Regions from separate parts of the Ovis aries genome. Here region 1 is linked to region 2. The links are chromatin contacts, called in public Hi-C maps. All regions are on one chromosome and are shown on one strand. The core of a region is the stretch at or near the end of the contact, and the rest is flanking DNA. Distances in the headings are between cores, read along the strand shown. Region 1 holds the start of GDF11 (growth differentiation factor 11). Region 2 holds the start of PA2G4 (proliferation-associated 2G4).

The links. A called contact is a pair of places that touch in the nucleus more often than the background predicts.
Region 1: a Hi-C map of muscle shows a contact between it and region 2, with 5 times the contacts expected there. The contact joins the promoter of GDF11 here to the promoter of PA2G4 in region 2. A contact is called at or near these places in 2 of 16 Hi-C or Micro-C datasets (muscle and skin fibroblasts).

What each region holds. Positions count from the first base shown.
Region 1 is chr3:163,716,176-163,719,482 of ARS-UI_Ramb_v3.0, forward strand. It overlaps GDF11 (growth differentiation factor 11), which reads right to left and starts at 2,024. Exons shown (of 3, transcript XM_012176070.5): 1 at 1,577-2,024. The coding sequence starts at 2,021.
Region 2 is chr3:163,432,041-163,435,114 of ARS-UI_Ramb_v3.0, forward strand. PA2G4 (proliferation-associated 2G4) reads right to left here and starts at 1,387. Exons shown (of 15, transcript XM_060412992.1): 1 at 1,109-1,387. The coding sequence starts at 1,196. It overlaps ERBB3 (erb-b2 receptor tyrosine kinase 3), which reads right to left. Exons shown (of 28, transcript XM_027967607.2): 28 at 2,336-3,074.

The DNA.
Region 1 (3,307 bases), core at 774-3,273, 280 kb after region 2:
CAAGGGGAAGTCCACAGCTCCATCCCTCACACTCGAAATCCTCACACACCCGCACCGCATAGACCAAAGTATCTCTTTCCTCCATACCCTTCATCTTCTTCCAGCAAACTCTTCTTCAGAATTCCTCAACCACTCTTGTTTCTAACTTGATTTCTAACCCCCATCTCTGCTCTCAGTCAGTCTGACCATTGCTTGTATAAAAGCAGAACCTTAAGAACAGAAGGGAGACTGAGGAACTCAAGACCAGATCCTAGACCTTCCCACCCCCACCCCAGGATAGTTTCCTAGTCCCTTGAGTGTGCTTTTCTTTACAGCCCTAACCAAGTACTGTGGCCTTAGGGTCACAGAAAAACTGGTGGCAGTGTTGGGCACTCAGCCTCCCAGAGGCACACCTGGGTTCCTGTGCCTCTCCCTTGGGGGTGGGCTGCTAGGACTCCCCTCAGCCCTCAGCTTTTTATGACCCATTTGCCAATAAACCAGTCTCCCCCTCTTCTGTTCAGAGCCATAAAACCAGTTGGTGGGGAGGGGGGCGACTTTGCCAAACCACAAGGGAATGAGGGGATCTGGTTCCCAGCAGTTGCTGGGGGTGGGGTGGGTGGGGGGAACACCTCAGTGCGAGGAGGGGGAAAGGGCATCATTTGACCTTAGGGAGAGCTGGGGGGGTTGCAGGGGGTGGGGTTGGGGGGGCAGTGTTGGCCTGGATTTTCCAGGCCATAAAATTTCAAAGCAGCTCAAGTCTATTAACATGTTCATCTTACGTTTGGCCAGGGACTAGGATGCCTGGGTTCCCCTCCCTCCTACCAAATTTTTTTTCCTCCCTCAGTCTTTCTCTCGCTCCTCAAGCCTGGTTGCGGCTAGAGGCGGGTGAATATAAGATACAACATTAAGGTCTGAGTTGCCAAATGGGTGCCCTTAGCCCCAGCGCCATGGAGTTGAGTTCTCTGAGCTCTGTTAGTACCAAGAAGGCACGGCTTTCTCGGCCCCTGGGGAGAGCCGGTGTCAGAAGGGCTCCCGGTGGAATGGGTGCCGGCTGGGTGCCTGCTGGGCCCTGGCTGAGATACAGGGCTCGGGATCTCATTCCTGGGAGGCGGAAAGGAGCCCTAGGTTTTCGGCAGCCCGAGGGGCGCGTTGCAAAGCCCAAGGTGTACGGGGCGGTGAGTCGGTGCCAGGTCCATTGAGAGGCGGAGAGCACGGCAGCCTGGCTGGGACTGCGCGAGTCCCGGAGCCTGCCGATTCTGTTCTCCAGCCTCTCCACCAGGACCCTTCAGGATGAGTTGCCGCCCCCTCCCCTCCGCTACAGAATCCCCACAACACGGGTGCGAGGCGGTATCTCGCAACCCTTTCCGTTTGCCCCCTCACCTCCGGCAGCGGGGCGGGCACACAATTCCGCAGCCCATCTCCACAGCTCGGAAAACTTGTGGAGCAGCCCCCGCCCCCCCATCCATCAAGTTTTCGCAGAAAAGGGTTTCCGGCCGGAGTGACCCGGAGCGCCCCGCTTCGGAGCCGGAGGCGCTCACTTTCTCGGAGCCGGAGCGGGAACCAGCACCCCACCGCTCCTACCCCGCCGCCCACTTACTCTCCTGGGCCATGCTAATGACAGTCTCGGTGGTGGCGTGGTACTCGTCCTCCTCCAGGAAGTCCTCGGGCTGCAGCGCGTCGCCCTGGAAGTCGTGCAGGTCCAGGATCTGCTGCAGCGGCGGCGCCTTGGGCAGCAGCTGCTTCACCACCTCGCGGCTGATGTTGGGCGCCTCCTTGAGCCGCAGTTTGCTCAAGATCTGCGACTTGATGCTCTCCAGGCGCAGCTCGCGGCTGTGCTGCCGCCACACGCACACGGGGCAGCCGTCGGGCTCGGGAGCCACGGACGGGGCCGGCCGGCTCGAGCGCTCCCCCCCGGCCCCCGCCGCCGCCGCCGCCGCCGCCGCCGCCGCCGCCGCCGCGGGGCCCTCGGCCGCCTCCCCCCGGGGCCGCAGCTCCAGGGCGAGGAGCAGGAAGCCCAGCAGCAGCGGGGCCGCGAGCACCATGCTGGAGGGGAGGGGAGGGAGGACTGGGGGGCGGGGACGCCGGAGTCCCGCGGGGAGGGGGCGGAGGGAGGGGGAGGAGGGGGTCCGGGCGGCGTGGGGATTGGGGGCTGCCCGGCCGAGGGGGAGCCGGGGGGGCCGGGGGCGGCGGGCGCGCGGGCGGGGCGGGCGGGCGGCCGGGGCGGGCGGCTGGGGGGGCCCGAGCCCGGGCCAGGCCCTTTATAGCCCCGGCCCCCGTGTCGTCAGCGGCCGCGATTGGCTGCGGAGCCAACAAAAGAGGCAGCGCTGTCATCCGAGGCGAGAGAGGGAGCCGGAGAGAGCCGAGGAAAAGAGAGGGAGGGAGCGAGGACTCAGAGAGAGGCAGACAGAGATCCTAGGGTGAGGGAGAGGAAGGGAGAGAAAGTCAGAGTCAGAGCGACCAAGGGGATCCTGAGAGATAAAGGGGGGAAGTGGACACCGATCAAGGGCACAAAGATAGAGCAGGAGGAAGAGATGAGAGAGACAAAGGCAGGGGTAAGAGGGTCTGGGGAGGGGGAAGACACTGGGAGGAGAGACTTAACTAGAGAGACAGAGAAGGAAAGTGACAGGCATAACGAGTGGGGGACTTAGAGAAGACAGGGCAGAGAGCCACCAGGGAGGAGAGGGGGTATGGCCAGACCACAGGAATTGAGGGGTGCACAGACATGGGAGCAGGACCAGAAGCCCGGGAATGAGAGAGGGAATGAAATCTGGAGGAGGAAGGCGGCACGGGCAGAGACTGGGAGATACCAAGGGAGCCCCACAGAGGAAGCAGACGCGGAGAATCAGAGGAAAACGGAGATGGGAAGACAGCCCAGCAGTGAGAGTCAGCTTTGGTGGGAGCACTGAGAGTTCAGGGGGAGGCAGTGGAGAATTTGAGCCCAGAGGAGCCCCAGCTATGAGAAGGACCCCAGGATCAGAAAGGGGCCTGGAGAGAAGCTTCAGGCTGGTCTCCTCAGGGGGATCAAGAGATGGGAGAACTGGACATGGAGGTTAGCAAGGGAGGCTAGGAGAAAAAGAGACTAGGGCCAACCTGAGAAGGTGGAGAGCTGGTGGGAAGTCCTGAGACCAGAGGAAGACTTGGAGCCAGGAAGAATGTGAATGTGAAATTGAGGCTTGATTCACTGATAAAGGAGTCAGTAGGCTGGAAAAGGCAGGGACTGGGGACCACTGCTGGAGGAGTGAGAGGAAGCAGCGCCAGAGACCACTGTGCTTGCAGAGCAATCGGGATCTCTGGATTCCCAGGTGTAGTTTTGGATCTGGCAGGGTTC
Region 2 (3,074 bases), core at 137-2,636:
ATCCATTGTGTTACAAAGCATTTATTCTGTTCACCCATACCCTCTCCATGGTCCATCCTGGACTTCAGATTTTATTTTTGTGATCCAAGTTTTGGTGATTTTTTGAAAGTATGAAAAACTCAGATTTTCAGTCACAGGATCAAAAGCATCCTAAATGCCTGTCTTTACTGTCAGAACCATTTAAAAGCCCAAAGACAAACATTTTGTGTCCTCTAACTGGGTTTTAAATTGTAAAGAGAGAAAATAGAAAGCGAGACATCTGTAGAGAGTGGCAGGCAGCTGCTGAGAAAGTCAAGAGCACAATCTTATTAAGGATGACTTACGAGATTCTAACTTCAGACCCCCTTTAACAGCACTATTCATAGGTTTGACTGGCTGGGGTGAGAAGGACCTCAAAACACTCCCACAGTTGTGAAACACCTAAGATCAAATTAGACGACTAACTAAAGCCAACCCCGCAGATTGGAGGTACAATGAACAACTTCAAGAACAGTCAAACAAGAGTTATGGGGTGCTCTCTAATAGTCCCTGAGTTGGCCCTAGAGTAGAAGGCGGCCTCCACCAGGGAAGGAGTTGAAGTAAAGAACGAAGGACTACAGCAAAGCACGTGGTAGGCAAGCTGGTGTCAGGGACACAGCGGAGGAAGGTAGCCGGCGAGCCGCAGGGGACCTGGCAACACGTGCGGGCCAGGCTCCTGACGGCGGGGAGCCGCGACAAAATAGAAGCGCTTCATTTTCGAGGTGGTCTCGCTGCCACCAATATCAGAGGCAGAAATCTGAACTGAAGGGTGAGGAACAGGAGGTACACCTCGCCTCCTTACCAACGGCCTAGGGTCGGGGCTGGCCAGGGGCCCAGCTCTGCTCTTCTCCCAGCCGCCCTGCCGACCGTCCGCCAGAATCTCCAGAGACTCCAGCCCAGGCCCAGCCTCTCGGGTCCCAGGCGCGACACGGAGCCTGCCCACCACGCCACCTCCAGCAGACCTGAACTGGGCCCTCACTAACCCACACTGCGTGACCCCACCACTCCAGCTCTCAGGAGCCAACCCATCACCGTCTCCCTTGATTCTCCCTCCCAGCCTCAATATTCGGACCCCTGAGGCCGCACTCACGGTTAGCAATGTCGCCCCCCATCTTATACTTGGTCACGACCAGGTCCTCGGCGATAGTTTGCTCCTGTTGCTCGTCCTCGCCCGACATCTTCCCACCACCACCGCAGCCTCGTTTCTCTTGAGCCGCCGCCTCTGTCGCCCTTCTCAGCCACAAGCTGTGGTCAGAAACCCCTTCGATCCGAGAACAGACCGCGAGCAAAAGCGCGAGCAAGCTAGGGAGCGGGAGGGCAGGCGAGAGCGAGAAACTGCGAACGCGCGGGCTGAGGCGCAGGGCACGCTGGGACAATGAGTCCCTCCTACTGCCAACCCCTAGCCGCCCTCGTGGACTACTGAACTACAATCCCCAGCATGCTTTTCGCGCCCCTAAGCCAGGCCCTGGGGCCTTGCCCTCCGAGAGCCTCGCACGCTGGAATCGCCGAGCACGCTGGGAAGGGTCAGGCTCCGGCGGGAAGGCGGAGCCGTTGGAAAGCACGAGGAGAAGCGTGGTTTCTCCCTGAAAAACCATATACACCAGGAACGACGAGAGATAACCCGTAATAGAGAGGGGCGGGGTAAGGGGGAGGGGCGGAGCTACGGCAGCGAAATAGGTTTGGAGGCTGAGGGGCGGGGTGGAGCCGAGGCGAGTCGGGAGGATCGTAATAAGGGTGGGGAGGTGGGATACGCCCTTCCCTGAGTCCCTGGAGCGGCCGGCAAGACCGGCCGGGCCAGTCCTCTTGTCCTCAGGTGCTGGGAGAACCGGGAGGGGCAGAGCAGGTATGGAAAAAGATCGGGAGGGAGTCCGGGAAGCAGGGGCTGCTTGGGCAGCCAGATTTCTGAGCGATTATCCCGATCTAAAGACCGGACTCCCACTGAAGATGGCACTGTTGTTCTAACAAGCTTTGATGGCCATCTGGGGGAAGTGTTCACGGAGACTTTTTTTTTAAGAGAATGAGTTTTAAAACATGAATTTCAGTATTCTACCTCTTAGGACTTTTTCTAACGTCCCTGAACGCGTTGTTTTGTTATTCCCAGTTGGTTGCCCTATAGAGATTTAATAGTAAAACCCTAAAATGAAAAGGACTGTGCTCTATGCTCGTCTTAAGGGAATAAGGAAAAGTAGGGATGGAGAAAGCGACATGGGGCCCAGTAGGATTGTCAAGAGACAGAAGCATCCACTGCTGAGAGACAGGGAAAAAGAGTGTTCTATCTCATACACTTTGACAGGTTTTCATTTGACAGACAGAAAGCTGCAAAACTTTGGCATTTTTATTCAGACGTATAAAAACAAAACAAAAAATTTCAGGGATAAAAACAGATACCCCAGTTTCCCATCCAAAGGGACAGAGGTCTGAAGCTGGGTCCTCTTTCTATCCCTACTGGAAGCTTCCCACGACTGGATGAGAATAGCTCCTGAAAGTGGCTCTTGGGACCCCCGTGAATCTGTCCCTTGGGTGGAGCTCATATACAGCACATGTAGGCTACGGTTTACACAGAGATGTCCAGTTATTTTTCCTTCTGACCACCCCCTTCCACTTCTAGGATAAGAGGTCAGGGTGAAGGAGGAGGCTACAGTAGTTGTTGGAGTTAGACTTGATTCAGTGCAAAAACAAGAAGACAATGCCCCTTACCAGGGCTCTGGCTTACATCAGTTTTCCTTGATACCTTACAGTAAGAGCACATGCATTGGAAGATTTTGAATCATGGACCTGCTACTTGATTTACTTAATCTCTTTAAGGCTCCTCTATCCATGGGATTCTCCAGGCAAGAATACTGGAGTGGGTTGCCATTCCCTCCTCCAGGGGATCTACCCGACCCAGGGTTCGAACCCGTGTCTCCTGTGTCTCCTGAATTGCAGGCGGATTCTTAACCCACTGAGCCATCAGGCAAGTCCCTCTCTAAGGCTCAGTTTCCTTATTTGTAAAATAGGCTAATACCTAGGTCACAGAGTTGATGTCAAGGATGAAGTGAGATAAATTTAGGTAAAGT